Regions from separate parts of the Sus scrofa genome. Here region 1 is linked to region 2. A link is a contact called in public HiChIP or PLAC-seq data. All regions are on one chromosome and are shown on one strand. Each heading gives the region's core, a stretch centred on a gene start, on an enhancer-like site or on the middle of the called end of the contact. The rest is flanking DNA. Distances are from core to core; before and after follow the strand shown.

Region 1 (2,844 bases), core at 278-2,777, 300 kb before region 2:
TTATGTACAGAAAGCGTAAAGTATGGAGAGTAGTTGAGTAGCCTACCTAAGGTTGGTCAAGGATTCATTCATTCACAGATGGGAGCGCCTACGGCTTGCCAGGAGCTGTGCTTATTAGTAAAGCAGGTTATGGTGATAGTTGATTTAAGAGTCATTTCATTACTGGTATTCTGCCTCTCAAGCCATTTCACTGACAAAGGCGATATCCCTCTTGAAGTCAGACTCTTTATCATGTATTGAACAAACAGTGGTAATACTGTGCACTGCGTATTTCTGGTTCTGGGTTTATGTAATGGTTTTGAACTAAACCTGAAGTCCTGTCTTGTGGTCTTCAGGTTCCAGAAGGTGGGCACCAGCTTAGTTCAGTGAATCCTCAAATCTATTCTCAAATACATGTTTTTTTCAAATAAGAGATGATAAAAGAGTCCAACCACTGTTGTGGGGGTGGTCCTCGCAACTTTTATATAACCTTAATTCTCATAGTGAAAAAGCGTGAGCTCCCCAAAGCCAAATGACAGATAGCCTAACAGATCAGATTAGTTACAGATGTTATTATTAACGGTCAGTGGTAAGATATACACTTTCTTTGCTTCTCAATGAGCAGTCTTGTCTTAGAGTTTAGCAAAAGTAAAGCTTAAGATTCACATTATACTTTGGCATTTATTTCTCATTATACTTAATTGTCCAGTTTCACTATAGCAAACTTTAAATCTTAGAAGAATTGTCAGATTTTACCTGTATATTGTTCTTTTAGTATGTGCTGCTTCACCATGTTACCTTATTGGAAAATCCAGAGCATTTGTATTTTCTCCACTTCTACTATTTTCTTTTGTGCTGCAAGCATCTTACAGATTATCTAAGATTTGAAAGCATTTAAATCAGATTGCTGCCACATAGTTGTTTGTGGTTTTTGAAGTCAGTGTTTTATAACAACTCCTACAAAAAGCCTAGGGAGGGAGGATATTTTCCTTATTAACCTAATAGGAGCAATTAGTTGCTAGATAAGTTCACTTGTATCGTTTCTTATAAATCTCTTCACAGATACACCCTGGGAACTGTGGTTCTCACCTGATAAGCTAACCTGAACATTTAATCTGCCTTTTAAAACTAGTATGTTGAGAGTTAGAAGAGTGGAAATATGTCTCATGTAACTTGTTTGAAACTCACACAGTCTTAGATAGAATAAAAGAATGAAGTGGGTCAAAGGTATAGCTTACCTGGGCCTTGACGTTATGCACCTAGTTTAGAATGTTTTTGGCTCTCACTTCCCTGTGCTTCCTCACCCTTCACCCTTCATCAGCTGGTAAGCTTTGCCTTTAGTAAATCTTATTTTAAAGTTAGCTCACTATCTATTACTTTAAATCTCATGGGGTTAAGTTGGGAGTTACTGTCTTAGTTAGGCCGGGGTTGGGGAGTACGTCTCACTTAGAAAGCTAATAATCTCTAGTAGCTGCAGAAAGTTCCAGGGCAGAGGCTGTGATTTATTGGCTATGATCATCTGCTGACCAAATGTAAGAGTACATCGCACATTATGCGTCATCGGCAAAAGAGGAAGGAGGGGAAATTCGTTTGGGATCATTACACTGGAGGATAGAAGATTCCTGAGCATGAGAGAAATTAGTATTGTCAGTGGACTAGCAAGAAGGTGAGAGGTGACAGTGGAATTAGTGAAAAATCTCTTGGAAACAGGTGGGAAAAAACTGCAGAATCCCCTCTTTTCCACTCCCTGCTTCCAGCACTTGGCCCTCCAGCCTGAGGTGTGGTCGCTTAATACCTTTCTTGTCAGAGTTAACAAATGCTCCATATATAAGCCTTCTCATCTATAGGAATACTGCCCAGATGTGGAAATTAGCCAGGGAAAAAAAGCTGACATAGGTATTCGTTCTTCAGCTTCTTGGCCACAGAATGTGTCTCTTTCTGTGATTACTGGTAACAAATTCCTACTCCATTGCTTTAGAACTCCCTCTGCAGTTATTCCCAACTTAAGGTTGTGTTTGGTAGTATTTTTTCTAATACACAGAGTGTTAGTTCTGGATATAATATTTCGCTAATTAAGTTACCTCTATAGGGAAGCATCAGATCTGAATCTCTTAGGTTACCCACTAAGGTAGCTGTAGAACATTCTGGTCTGTGCTATATTAAGGCTGAGTATCATGGGTAGTTTATAGAAATCCGTCTTGCTATTTTGCAGGTATTAAGTGTTGGATTTTATTCAGAATTCTAAAACGTTTACACTCTACTGGGCCTTAATGTGCCTCTCATGCAGCATTTTCACAAGTTTGCTCCATAATACTAATTCATCAGGATGTGAGTAAGTATAATAGGAAAAAAAAAAGGATTTTGTGGTCAAATAAGTTTGGGGAATGCTTGATTAAAAGAATTTCCTTAAAGACTCCAAAGCCTTTAATATGCTTTTATGCCTTGTGATTCTCCAAAGGAGGGATACTTAGTAATTTCCTAAACTTATTTACAAACCTCTTTGAGGACAGGACTGGTAACTCTACACAACCCACTGGGGAAAAGGCTTCTGTAGTCTGAGTTCCTACACCTTCCAGAAGAGGCCAAGAGATGGATCCAGCAGATCTGGCAGTTAGTGGTAGAGATGCTGCGGCATCCAGGGGACAGGATGTTCCTATGCAGAAGATCAGGAAGGGCCAGACCTCTGAAAAGACCATGCATTATTTCAGCAGTGAAAAAGAGGAAGCCAAAGTTTTTAAACACATGCAGTAATTGCTTGGCTCTCAGAGTCTCTGTTTGAAACAAATAAGACCCCTGTGTGGAGTATTGACTCAGGAAGGTGGAGAGAAGGCAGTGCTTTCTCTTTTTTTTAGGGCCACACCTGGG
Region 2 (3,052 bases), core at 310-2,809:
GACCCCCCATGTAAGGCAGCCGGTTTGCTGATTGCAGGATGGGAGGCCCTCATGGAGGAGAAGGCCAGTACCACCTTCCAGACTCATGACTGAGGCCATCTTGGAGCTTCTACTCCCAGTGACCATCCAACAGACCCAGACAAAACCAGCAGAGGAATTGTCTAGCTGACCAGCAGAAGTGTGAGAAGTTCAGTCATGGCTTTATTATTATTATCTTTTAAATTTTTCAGTCTTTTTAGGAAAGCACCTGCAGCATATGAAAGTTCCCAGGCTAGGGGTTGCATCGGAGCTGCAGCTGCCAGTTTACACCACAGCCACAGCCACGCCAGATCCGAGCTGCATCTGCCACGTATGCTGCTGATCCTTAACCGGCTGAGCGAGGCCAGGGATCAAACCCACATCCTGGGTTAAGGATCCGGTGTTGCCGTGAGCTGTGGTATAGGTCACAGACATGGCTCGGATCCTGTGTTGCTGGGGCTGTGGTGAAGGCCGGTGGCTATAGCTCTGATTAGACCTCTAGCCTGGGAACCTCCATATGCCACAGGTGTGGCCCTAAAAAGACAAAAGACAAAAAGAAATAAGGAAAGAAAGTCCTCATTAAAAAACAAACAAACAAACAAACAACCCACATCCTCATGGATACCTGTTGTGTTCTTAACCTGCCGAGCCACCGCGGGATCTCCATCACTGCTCTAAATCATGGTTTTGGGCTGATGTGTCGCATAGCGATAGATGCCTGAAATGTATCTTATCTACCCCTGTCAGTTCAGGATCTCTATCATCAGGAAAGGCCCCCAGAATAAGGGATCAAATTAAGAGACTGGAACCACATCTACTCCCCCAACCCCGTGGGGGTCGAACCTGGATTAGCTCAACAGGCTAAACGGCCCCAGAGGACCACATGGGGGCTACTGGGGCCAAGGTGATGCAGACCCCAGCTGGCCTGTTCACTCTTAGAAGCTTCATCGTTGGGTGGCCCGAGGCTCCAACTGTCCCCACCAGCCTCTGTCTGCACTGTAGCAAGAGCCGTTCTGTGGCCCCAGAGCCTTGGGAAACCCTGGCGCAATCACGAATGAGTTAAATGCTATCTGATCAGAAGCCAGAGGGCCTGTTTTCATTTTCAAAACTCTGTGTGTCAGTGACTCTAATGCAATGTCCAGCAATGTCTTGAGCAAGTGACCGGCAGGGGACATAGGATGCTATTTACTCAAGATAGCCCATCACGCAAAAGCAACTTGCCTAACCGGGTTTGTAAGCGATTGTTACGAGACCACCGTTGCAACAGGGATGGCCCTGGGTGATGGTCTCAGGAAGGGGCCGATCCCCCCGCCCCAGGCCAAATTTGGGGATATTCTCTTATTTTTGGAACGCTTGGGGCACTGGGTCCCTGGAAAAGAACAGAGAAAAAGGAGCGTTGGGAAATTGCACTCGGATGTGGAATGGTCCTTTAAGGATGGGTGCCCTGGGGAAGAAAGCTTCACGCCACCCTGGAGGGAGACAGCCCCTGGATCAGAGGAGGCTGGAGGATTGGCTGCCTTATGGATGGGGAGGATGATGTGGTCTGGCTCATAAGTCAGTTGCTGAGCAAGAACGTGATGCCTCAGGCTTTTGTAAGGGTTGGTTTGGGTGGTGAATCTATGGGGTTGGGATGGGGTTGGGGTGGGGTTGGGGTGTGTGGTCACTTTCCAGCCCCAAACCATGGTGACCAGGTGGCCACATCCCTGCCTACCCTCCAGGCTGGTCTTACAGGTCAATTGATTAAATCCTTCATCCTTTCTATCCTTTTCCTCTTGGCTAGAATCTGTTACTACTACCACCATCACTACTGCCCACCCCCTCATCTGAATAGCTGCTATGATTTAGCAGTACTTTCATCTGCTCTCTCAAATAATCCTCACAACCGCTCCAAGGGGTAGGCATTATTACACCCACTTCACAGCTGGGAAAATTGAGGCTCAGAGATGTTAACATCTGGTATAAGATTCTAGGACAGTGTGTCCCAGAGAAATGATAAATTGAGTCAGAAAATGGGATACACACAGATATGCAGGCATGGAAAAACAGACATACAGAAAGAGGTCCCCCAGCCCCCAGATACAGATGCATGACCCACAGTTACAAAGGCAAGGACAGAGACCCCGCCCCTGCCCCTGCCTTGGAGGTTTAGGGAGCGTACGCGGTTCTGAAGGTGTTCTGTGCGTTCTTGTGCGTGAAACCCAGATGTCACTGGGGAACATCCCATCCCATCCCATCAGATCCAGATGAAATTCCTTTAGTCACCTCCAAACCCCAATCCATCTCCTCCATTTTTTTCTGCTTGTGTGCATGCATGTGTGTGTGTGTGTGTGTGTGTGTGTGTGTACATAGGTCACTCTCTACACGTGGATGCTGGGTCACTGTGTAAGAAGTATTTCCAACCCCTGGCTGTGGTTAAGCAAAGTCTGACCCCTGCCATCAAGAGGTCCAGGCACCTCTGGGTCTACCTCTCCAGCCTCTTTGGGTTCTGCCTCCCTTTCTCCAATTTCTGATCCCTGTCTTCTCCCCTCACCCTCATCTCCTTATTGCCTTGCTCACTCCCAAGCCTTTTTTTTTCCTTTCTTTCTTTTTTTTTTTTTTTTTTTTTTTTGGCTTTTTAGTGCTGCAATCGCAGCATATGGAAATTCCCAGGCTAGGGGTCGAATTGGAGCTCTAGCCGCCAGCCTACACCACAGCCACAGCCATACAAGGTCTGAGCCGCATCTGCGACCTACACCACAGCTCATGGCAAAGCTGGATCCTTAACTCACTGAGCGAGGCCAGGGATCAAACCCACATGGTCATGGATACTAGTTGGGTTTGTTACTGTTGAGCCACACGGGAACCCCTCACTCCCAAGTCTTATCATGTCTAAAGCAAAACTTTTCCCTCCTACGGGTCACCTCCCGCTGCCCCATGCCCCCTCCAAATCACCCTGCCTCCCAAGTACCTATCAAAGTATTTACAATCCCCCCACACCCTAAACAAAAGCAGCTCTCTCCAGAGGAATCCTGCTGGAAGCTTTCATTTAAGCACC

What was found. HiChIP or PLAC-seq counts read pairs in DNA pulled down with a chosen protein or histone mark.
Region 1: an H3K27ac HiChIP or PLAC-seq map of alveolar macrophages shows a contact between it and region 2. The contact joins two enhancer-like sites. A contact is called at or near these places in 2 of 2 datasets of contacts at active chromatin or transcription factors (alveolar macrophages and skeletal muscle).

Annotation. Positions count from the first base shown.
Region 1 is chr4:14,540,959-14,543,802 of Sscrofa11.1, reverse strand. The region is part of intron 3 of NSMCE2 (E3 SUMO-protein ligase NSE2); the gene reads left to right. Among named protein-coding and RNA genes, the nearest start is that of WASHC5, 56 kb to the left of the region's middle. Within about 2 kb of position 1,527, at least 12 of the 83 cell types and tissues checked have an H3K27ac peak or open chromatin away from gene starts, as enhancers often do. A contact at or near this core is called in alveolar macrophages, where this site is marked.
Region 2 is chr4:14,243,503-14,246,554 of Sscrofa11.1, reverse strand. No RefSeq gene overlaps it. Among named protein-coding and RNA genes, the nearest start is that of TRIB1, 53 kb to the left of the region's middle. Within about 2 kb of position 1,559, at least 2 of the 83 cell types and tissues checked have an H3K27ac peak or open chromatin away from gene starts, as enhancers often do. A contact at or near this core is called in alveolar macrophages, where this site is marked.